Regions from separate parts of the Mus musculus genome. Here region 2 is linked to region 1. Evidence: chromatin contacts called from public Hi-C data. All regions are on one chromosome and are shown on one strand. The core of a region is the stretch at or near the end of the contact, and the rest is flanking DNA. Distances in the headings are between cores, read along the strand shown.

The links. Hi-C and Micro-C count contacts between places; a contact is called where the count stands out from the background.
Region 2: a Hi-C map of cerebellum shows a contact between it and region 1, with 10 times the contacts expected there. The contact joins the promoter of Pou4f2 here to the promoter of Hand2 in region 1. A contact is called at or near these places in 3 of 484 Hi-C or Micro-C datasets (cerebellum and embryonic stem cells).

The regions. Positions count from the first base shown.
Region 1 is chr8:57,319,336-57,323,207 of GRCm38.p6, forward strand. Hand2 (heart and neural crest derivatives expressed 2) reads left to right here and starts at 1,648. Exons shown (of 2, transcript NM_010402.4): 1 at 1,648-3,126. The coding sequence starts at 2,572. It overlaps Hand2os1 (Hand2, opposite strand 1), which reads right to left and starts at 1,524. Exons shown (of 6, transcript NR_154048.1): 1 at 1,354-1,524; 2 at 849-953.
Region 2 is chr8:78,434,923-78,438,794 of GRCm38.p6, forward strand. Pou4f2 (POU domain, class 4, transcription factor 2) reads right to left here and starts at 1,725. Exons shown (of 2, transcript NM_138944.3): 1 at 1,189-1,725; 2 at 1-756. The coding sequence starts at 1,482.

The DNA of each region.
Region 1 (3,872 bases), core at 398-2,897:
CTGAATTTGCTCTGTCTTAGTTGACCCTCTGCTGGGGGCTGGCCTGGAAAACTGACCCCTTGCAAACAGAAGAAAGGCCACAACCTTTAAGTTCTCCCCCTCTCCCACCACCCAGCTCTAAAGTCTTTTTTTTTCCTCCGTGAGATTACCACAGGGCAGTTAGGTCTCAGCTCGGGTACCCTGGGAGCAAGAAGATGGGCTCTCCGATTCCTTCTGATGTGGCCTTCCAGACAGAATAACAGCCAGACAGACTCTAGGGACATGGGAAGGACTGTCCATGCAGGATTCTTAACTTGGGGTTCTCTTTAATGTCTGGGACCAGAGTGCTTCTGCCTCCAAAAAGCGATGCCAACGGTGGGAGTCACTTGTGTCCCCTCTGCTTGCCTCCTCAGGTCCAAGGCCAGCTATCGGTGTGATCAAATTTACAGCCTAAGGGCTTCTGTTGACACCCTATTACACAGGGACCTTCTTCGTGTGAGTGAAAAGAAGAGATCCTCATACAGGCCAGCCGGAGGGTGGTTTTGCCTCCTTCCACTGACCGCCCCTATCCCGCGCTGCTGGGGAATCTCCTAGGTGCCCCGAGGCCCGCTAACTTACAAGTGGAGATCCATTTTCCGTTCTAATGCGTTCAAGATCGCCAAGGCAAGCAGTCTAAACATCCACGAGCCTTCCTCCCTGCCTGTCTCTTAAACGTCCGTTTAATGGCTCCCCTCCGATAACTAAACCTGCTTTCCACAGATGCCCGCTTTTATGAGGGAGGCAGGAATGCAGAGATATATTTATATGTTTGTTCATAAAAACTAGAAAATAAGCTCCGAACACGCTGTAAAAACTATTCAGTTACTTACCAAACAGGCTAGTTAAGCAGGAGGAACACGGATATTCGCCACACCACAGATTCGAGAAATCGAGGTGCCCCACTTTGAAAATCTTCGCAATCTCTGTTAGGGTTGCTGCAAATGAGTGTGGGCACAAACTGAAGGTCTCATCCGCGTTCTCTGCAAGTTGTCATCCTAACTTGGGTCATCCACTTCAGTGCCTAAGCAAACAGGCCACTGCAACTTTGCCAAAGTGTGCCGGGTCAGAGGAGCGCTGGCGCTCTAGCCTGGTCAAAGAGACTCGGCTCACTCCCAATCGCACCTTAATGGGATTCCATACCGCCACCTCCAGACTCTTGTCGCCACCACCACCCACCCCAAATCCCCTCCCCAGCCCAGCACAAAACTATAGGAGACTGTCGGCTCAGTTTTCTGCCTCGGTTACCTACAAAACACTTGAAAAGGCATAATCTGCGTTCCTTTCTCTATTCACCCCACCCCTGTAATCAGAAAAGAAAGCGAAATAATACTGTACCTGGTTTAAGATTCTTCAGTATTGGGGGGAAATATTTTAATAGCGAAGCATCTGTTAAACACTTGCATTAACCTATGGCTGATAAAAGGGTTTTTTTTTTACCCTGCCCCCCCCCGTTTTAATTATCTTATGGTTATGAGTGGACAACCAATCCTAGAAGAGGACCTCGGCAATTAGCAACGTGAACATCAAAAAGTTTTATTGCGGAGAGCGCGAGGCGCCGCCCCCGCCGCCCCGGGATTGGCGTGAGGAGCCTCTGACGACATATATTAACCCGAGCGGCCCTAAAGATGTAGCTGTACATGGAGATCTTGCTGGGAAAATCGGCTTGCTCCCCTCACCGCGTCCAGCCCAAGAGAACCGCCGCCGCTGCCACCCAGGAGCTTCCGCGGCCACTGTCTGAGCACACCCCTCCGAGAGTCCATTCGCCGCTTCCCAGCTCCGAGGTGCCTTCAAGGGCCCAAGATTCTTGTCCGGAGAGGAGAGGATCTTAGAAAATGGATGCGCTGAGACCTCTCTGCAAAGCCTCCGAGAGAGCCTGAGGAGCGAGGACGGACACGTTCCTTACAGCTTTAAAAACAAATCACACTCAAGGACCAAAACAACAACCAAATAATTTTTATTAAAACAATAAGCGCCCAAGAACCCAGATCGAGCTGGTGGGGGAGGGGAAGGGGCAGGAAGGGGGAGGGTCGCACCGAGGTAGCTCCACGCTAAGCTGCGACCCCGCCGCCTCCCGGCACAGCCGGGCCGGCTCCTGCAGCCCCAGCTTGGACTCGCCCCGGATTCCAGGTCATCTTCGGAGTCAGGAGTCCCGTGGCCGGCGTCTGCGGGACTGCCTCGCGGGAGCCGGCCGGCACTTTTGCATGAGCACCGGAGCGCTCTGCCTGGTCGCTGCAGCGGGGAACGCGGGAGCCGGCGCGCGGGCTGTAGAGCTGGGCGGGCGGCGGCGGCCAGCAAGGGCGCACCGTGCCGGGACCAGCTCGCCGCGCCCCATGGGGAGCCGGCGGCCGCGGCACAGCTGAGGCGGGCCCGGCGGGCCAGGCGCGGGCCCCGGGCTGCAGCGGCCCCCTCTGCGGCTGCAGGGCCGGCCCGGGAGCCCGGGGGTTGGGGGGTGGGGGGTGGGGAAGGCCGCCGATCGCCGAGGTCGGAGCCCGATCGGAGGGCGCGGCGGGGCTGCGCGCACGCTGGGGCGCGTGGAGGGCCACGGAAGGCGAGATGAGTCTGGTGGGGGGCTTTCCCCACCACCCCGTGGTGCACCATGAGGGCTACCCATTCGCCGCAGCCGCCGCCGCCGCTGCCGCCGCCGCCGCCAGCCGCTGCAGCCACGAGGAGAACCCCTACTTCCACGGCTGGCTTATTGGCCACCCGGAGATGTCGCCCCCCGACTACAGTATGGCCCTGTCCTACAGCCCCGAGTACGCCAGCGGTGCCGCGGGCCTGGACCACTCCCATTATGGGGGAGTGCCGCCCGGCGCCGGGCCTCCCGGCCTGGGGGGGCCGCGCCCGGTGAAGCGCCGGGGCACCGCCAACCGCAAGGAGCGGCGCAGGACTCAGAGCATCAACAGCGCCTTCGCCGAGCTGCGCGAGTGCATCCCCAACGTGCCCGCCGACACCAAACTCTCCAAGATCAAGACACTGCGCCTGGCCACCAGCTACATCGCCTACCTCATGGATCTGCTGGCCAAGGACGACCAGAACGGAGAGGCGGAGGCCTTCAAGGCGGAGATCAAGAAGACCGACGTGAAAGAGGAGAAGAGGAAGAAAGAGCTGGTCAGTACTAAGGGATCGAGGCTGGTGAGGGACTCGGGGTTCTTGGGACCGCTGTTCTGGTCTTTCCATTCAGGCTGAGAAATTGTGTGCCACATTCTTTGCGTAGGGAGCCAGGTTGTGGAGTAGGGATGGTTTCCTCAAAAGCAAGACAGGAGGATGTCAGCAGCAGAATGTCTTCCTTCGAAGTTGCAAGCTCCTCTCTCCATTTAGGACCGACCTTCCAAAATGTAGGAGCTCACCAATCTCCCAGTCACACTGGCCAGGTCCCCTCATTCTGTGTTCATTAAAGCTATCTTTGACCGCCAACCCAACTTTTCTTCTAAATATTTCTAAAATAAGTTACCTAATGACCTCTCGGTTCCAGTGACTCCACTATTGGTCGCATCCCCCATTCCAAAACCGAGGCTGCCTCTGACTCTAAGAAAACGTTATGCTCCTTCACATTGCTAGGGCACGCGGGAGGTAACGGTAAACATTAAGTACCTTTAACTTCTAGCGTACAAGTACAGCTTTAGTTTCTCTTTGGCAATAATGTTAGAGCGTAAATTCTCCCCTAAGTAATTCGCGAGTGTTTCTAAGTTTATTTGAGTGAGTTTGTGCACTTGAAGAGTAAAAGTTATGCACATTGTGGTCATTGTTATCAACTCTAACATGAAGTTATGCCGAGCCACTTAAAGTGTTCTCGGATTCCTACCAACTGCCGGTAAAGTAATGGAGTTCTGGATAGGGCATGACCAGGAAGAACC
Region 2 (3,872 bases), core at 475-2,974, about 21 Mb after region 1:
CTTGCGCTTCTTCTCCGCGCCATTGAAGAGCTCCGGCTTAGTGAGCTTCTCGCGGTGGGATTTCTCAGCTTCCTCCAGCCACGCCTGCAGGATGGGCTTGAGCGCGATCATGTTGTTGTGTGACAGCGTGAGAGACTCAAACCTGCAGATGGTGCTCTGGCTGAGCGAGCCCACGCCCGGGATCTTGAGGTTGGCCAGCGCCGAGCCCACATCTGCCTGGGTCACTCCCAGCTTGATGCGTCGCTGCTTGAAACGCTCGGCGAACGCCTCCAGGTCCCGCGGGTCTGCATCCACGTCGCTCATGCAGCCCATGTGCGAGGGCAGCCCATGTGCGTGGGCCATGCTCAGGGCTGCTTGGTGCATGGGGTTCATGGTGGCCATGTGTGGTGCGTGAGCCGGAGTGGACACCACCGTGCCGTCGGGGCCCGCCATAGCTCCCAGGGCCAGCCCGGGGCTTAGGTGCTCAAGCAGCTCGCCCTCCAGCGCCTGGTGCGGCTGGTGATGGTGGTGATGGTGGTGGTGGTGGTGGTGATGGGTGCCAGCCAGAGCGGACGGGTGCGAGATGGGCACAGAAGAAGAGGAGGCTGCCGACGTGCACGGGATGGTGTTCATGGTGTGGTAAGTGGCGTCCGGCTTGAAGGGGCTGTGGTGGGGCGGATGGTGGTGGTGGCTCTTACTCTGGGAGACGATGTCCACGGCGGCCAGAGCCTCGGCACGGGCCAGCAGACTCTCATCCAGCCCGCCGAATATATTGCTCTGCAATTGTAAGTAGAAGGCACACATTACGCTCAGCAGGGAATTGTGAGCGCTCTCTCCGGAAGCCCCCGGCCCAGGGCTCGCCACCGCCACCGTGCCTACAGCATTCCCAGAACGTTAAAATAATAATAATGACAGTGATCCTGAAACTCGGCAGCGAGAAGAGAGGGGAAGCCTGCGCGAGAAGCCAATGTGCAGGGGGAGGAAAAGTGAGCCACAGACAACACAACACAACACAACACAACACGCGCACAGGCAGCATCCCAGGTCATAAAAATTAATATGAAAGGCAAGACCCGTTGAATACTTAAGAGAGGGGGGATTGGTTGGAGGTGTGGGGTGATTTGCTGTGCAGACATGAAAAAAACATCAAGCAGATAAAGGAGGCTGTCAAAATGTGCCTTTAAGCGGTGATTATGCAGACATACGCACCGGTGGGGTTGGAAGACAAGCTCTCCGCATCGCCTCCGAGCCCCCGCCGCCGCCGCTGCCGCCGCTGCCACTGCTGCTGGAACTGCTGCTCCGGCCGCCGCCGCCTCCGCCTCCGCCGCCACCGCCGCCGCCGCCAGCGTTGCTGGAGCTGCTAGGGGAACTGGCCGAGGGCGCCGCGGGCGCAGAGGAGCCCGGGGAGGCACTGTGTAGCGCCGAGTACTTGGGCTCCACGTGCAGGCTGCCTGCGTGAGGCATGCTGAACGCCTGCTTGCTGTTCAGGGACATCATCATCATCTTTCCTTGCGCGGCGCGCTCGTCGCTGGCGCACTCCGGTCCCAGCTACCCGACCCTCCGGAGAAGTACCCGGCCGGAGCAGCAGAGGGAACAACACTGCAAAGTTGTGCTCAGCCGCCACTGCTTCCAGGCCCGGTTCTCCCAGTGTGGCCGCTAGCTCCGCTCCTGTGTCTCCCGCTAGGTCTGCCCGAGAGGTTGCCCTGCTCCGGGTGGCTCTGGCTTCAGACCTCAGCACCCCAAAGTGCCCCAGCTCATCGAGGCGGTGGAGTTATAGTCCCCTCTTCCCGCGCCTGACCCCCGCCCGCCCTCCCCCTCCTTCCCTCCCCCGCCCTCTCCTGCCAGGACGCACTGCTCTGGGTGGGTTTCTCCCCGCCCTGGCTCCCCGCAGGCTCCGGTCCTTTCAGTTCTCCCTGCACCCGCCCCTCTCTCTCTGCCACGGGACCCGCAGCCTTCCCTGCCCCGGCAGGCGCTCTGCTGTTACCACTCCTACGCCGCGCCTGCAACTCCTGATTCTAATCGCGCCCCAGCTCAACCCCACCCAACTAGCCAGGTCGGTGCTTCGGGCCACCCCCACCCGGCAGTGCCAGTCACCTAAATGACAGTCTCCAGATCTTCCCGCCTCCCTCGGGAAAAAAAAAAAAAAAACTCCCCCTAAAAGTTGCGTTCCAAGCCAATCTTGGAAGCGACTAGCCCTGAACTGTGAGGTGCACCTTACCTGGCCACCTGCTCTCCTGCCCTCTGCTTACCACTAAGTTTCAGGGGCCCTCCCCTCCCGTCAGCTCCAGTGACCCTGATTCCCCTGGATGAGGATCTAGACGCTGCGGCGACCCGGGTCCTCTGCTCTGCTCTGAGCTCCCGCCTTGATGCGTGCTGAGGTCAGCCCCGGGCTTTGCATCCCACCGCCCGGCGGGTGCCTAGTGCAGAAAGACGTGGGTCTGCCCGGCTGCAGGGCTTCCTCTCCCTCGATTTCCCTCAGCTCTCAGCGGATTGGACAGCCACACAGCCCGTTAGTGTCCTCTATGCGCATGCGACTCCCCCCTTTATGAGCATATCACCCTCTAACACATGTACAGATTCCTCTCCTCCCACCCCCTTCTCTTTTTCCACCTCCTCCCTATGTCCAGTACAGGGTGAGCTGGGACTTGGGAGGATCTCCTGGCAAACCCTGACTCTGGGATGTATTATTCTTCATTAGCTACAATCAAAGGGAAAGGAGCAACTGACAGGACGAGAAGGGCCAGAAATACAGAGCGCATGTGCTGCCGAATGCCACTAACACCGTGTACACGTACACACACACACACTCACTCACTCACTCAAACGCGCGTGCACACACACTCACACAAACACACACACTCAGACTGGCGTAAGTCCCACTTATCTTCATTTCTACAGTCACTGTGTGCAGAGACTATTTTTTGCTTACACTTTGCTCCCACTTTTGTGCTAGTGCAAACCACTTTCCTGGAAGTGAACACACATTCTGAGTTCCAGTTCAAAAGCAGACAGTGTGGCCCACTCCCCAGCCCCAACCCCCCCAAACACAACCTATTTCCTCTCCTTCCCATCCTTCCCCTCCGTCCTGCGGCACTTGGGGCTACCCTCGCCTTCCAGAGCGCGGAAAGACACTAGGTGCATATACCGATGAGGACCTGCGGGTGGCTGGTCCGGGACAGGGGTGATCCGGAACAGGTGCAGGCCCTGGGAGCTTGGGAGGGCCAGCAGGTGTGAGAGCAAGCAGAAGGCCTAAGAGGCACTGGCGCGAGCTAGGACAAAAACAAAGTGGAGGGCAAGCGTGGAAAGGGGAGCCCTCTGGGAGTCAGCACCCGGAAGCCCTGCGGCGGTAGCGGCGAACAGGAAACCGTGGATCCTCCCCTGACCTCATCCAGGCCGGGGCTGGCAGGTTCAAGTTAGGAAAGCTGTCGTCGGAATACTCCCCCCCCCCCCCCACCCCAAAGCCTCTGCTTTGACAACGCGATGGGATCTGTCCGTGGTGCTTAAATCTCTGCTGCTTTGCCAGTCTGGAGCCCGCCTTTCTCTTCCCCTGCGTAAAGGAAAATAATAAACAGTAGCCAAAGGGGATTCCTACGAGCCATGTTCTCCACTGAGAGCCCTAAGAAGCCTGGGCAAGGACTCGGAGAGGGGGGTGTTGACATGAAAGAACGTGGCTGTGTGCAAGACTGTTCAAGTAAGTGCTTAGGTGTTTAATTTCTACCTCAACAGCCAAGGTAATTTTCAAGGAAATAAAAAAAAAATAACATTGTGCAGTTCTCACTGTCTCAAGCTTCACGAAATGAAATAAATCAAAGTTAAAAGCTTGAGTATCATTTAATTATAGTGTGAACAGCGCTTTGAAAGAAGTACAACAGCATCTCTAAACAAATTATGAC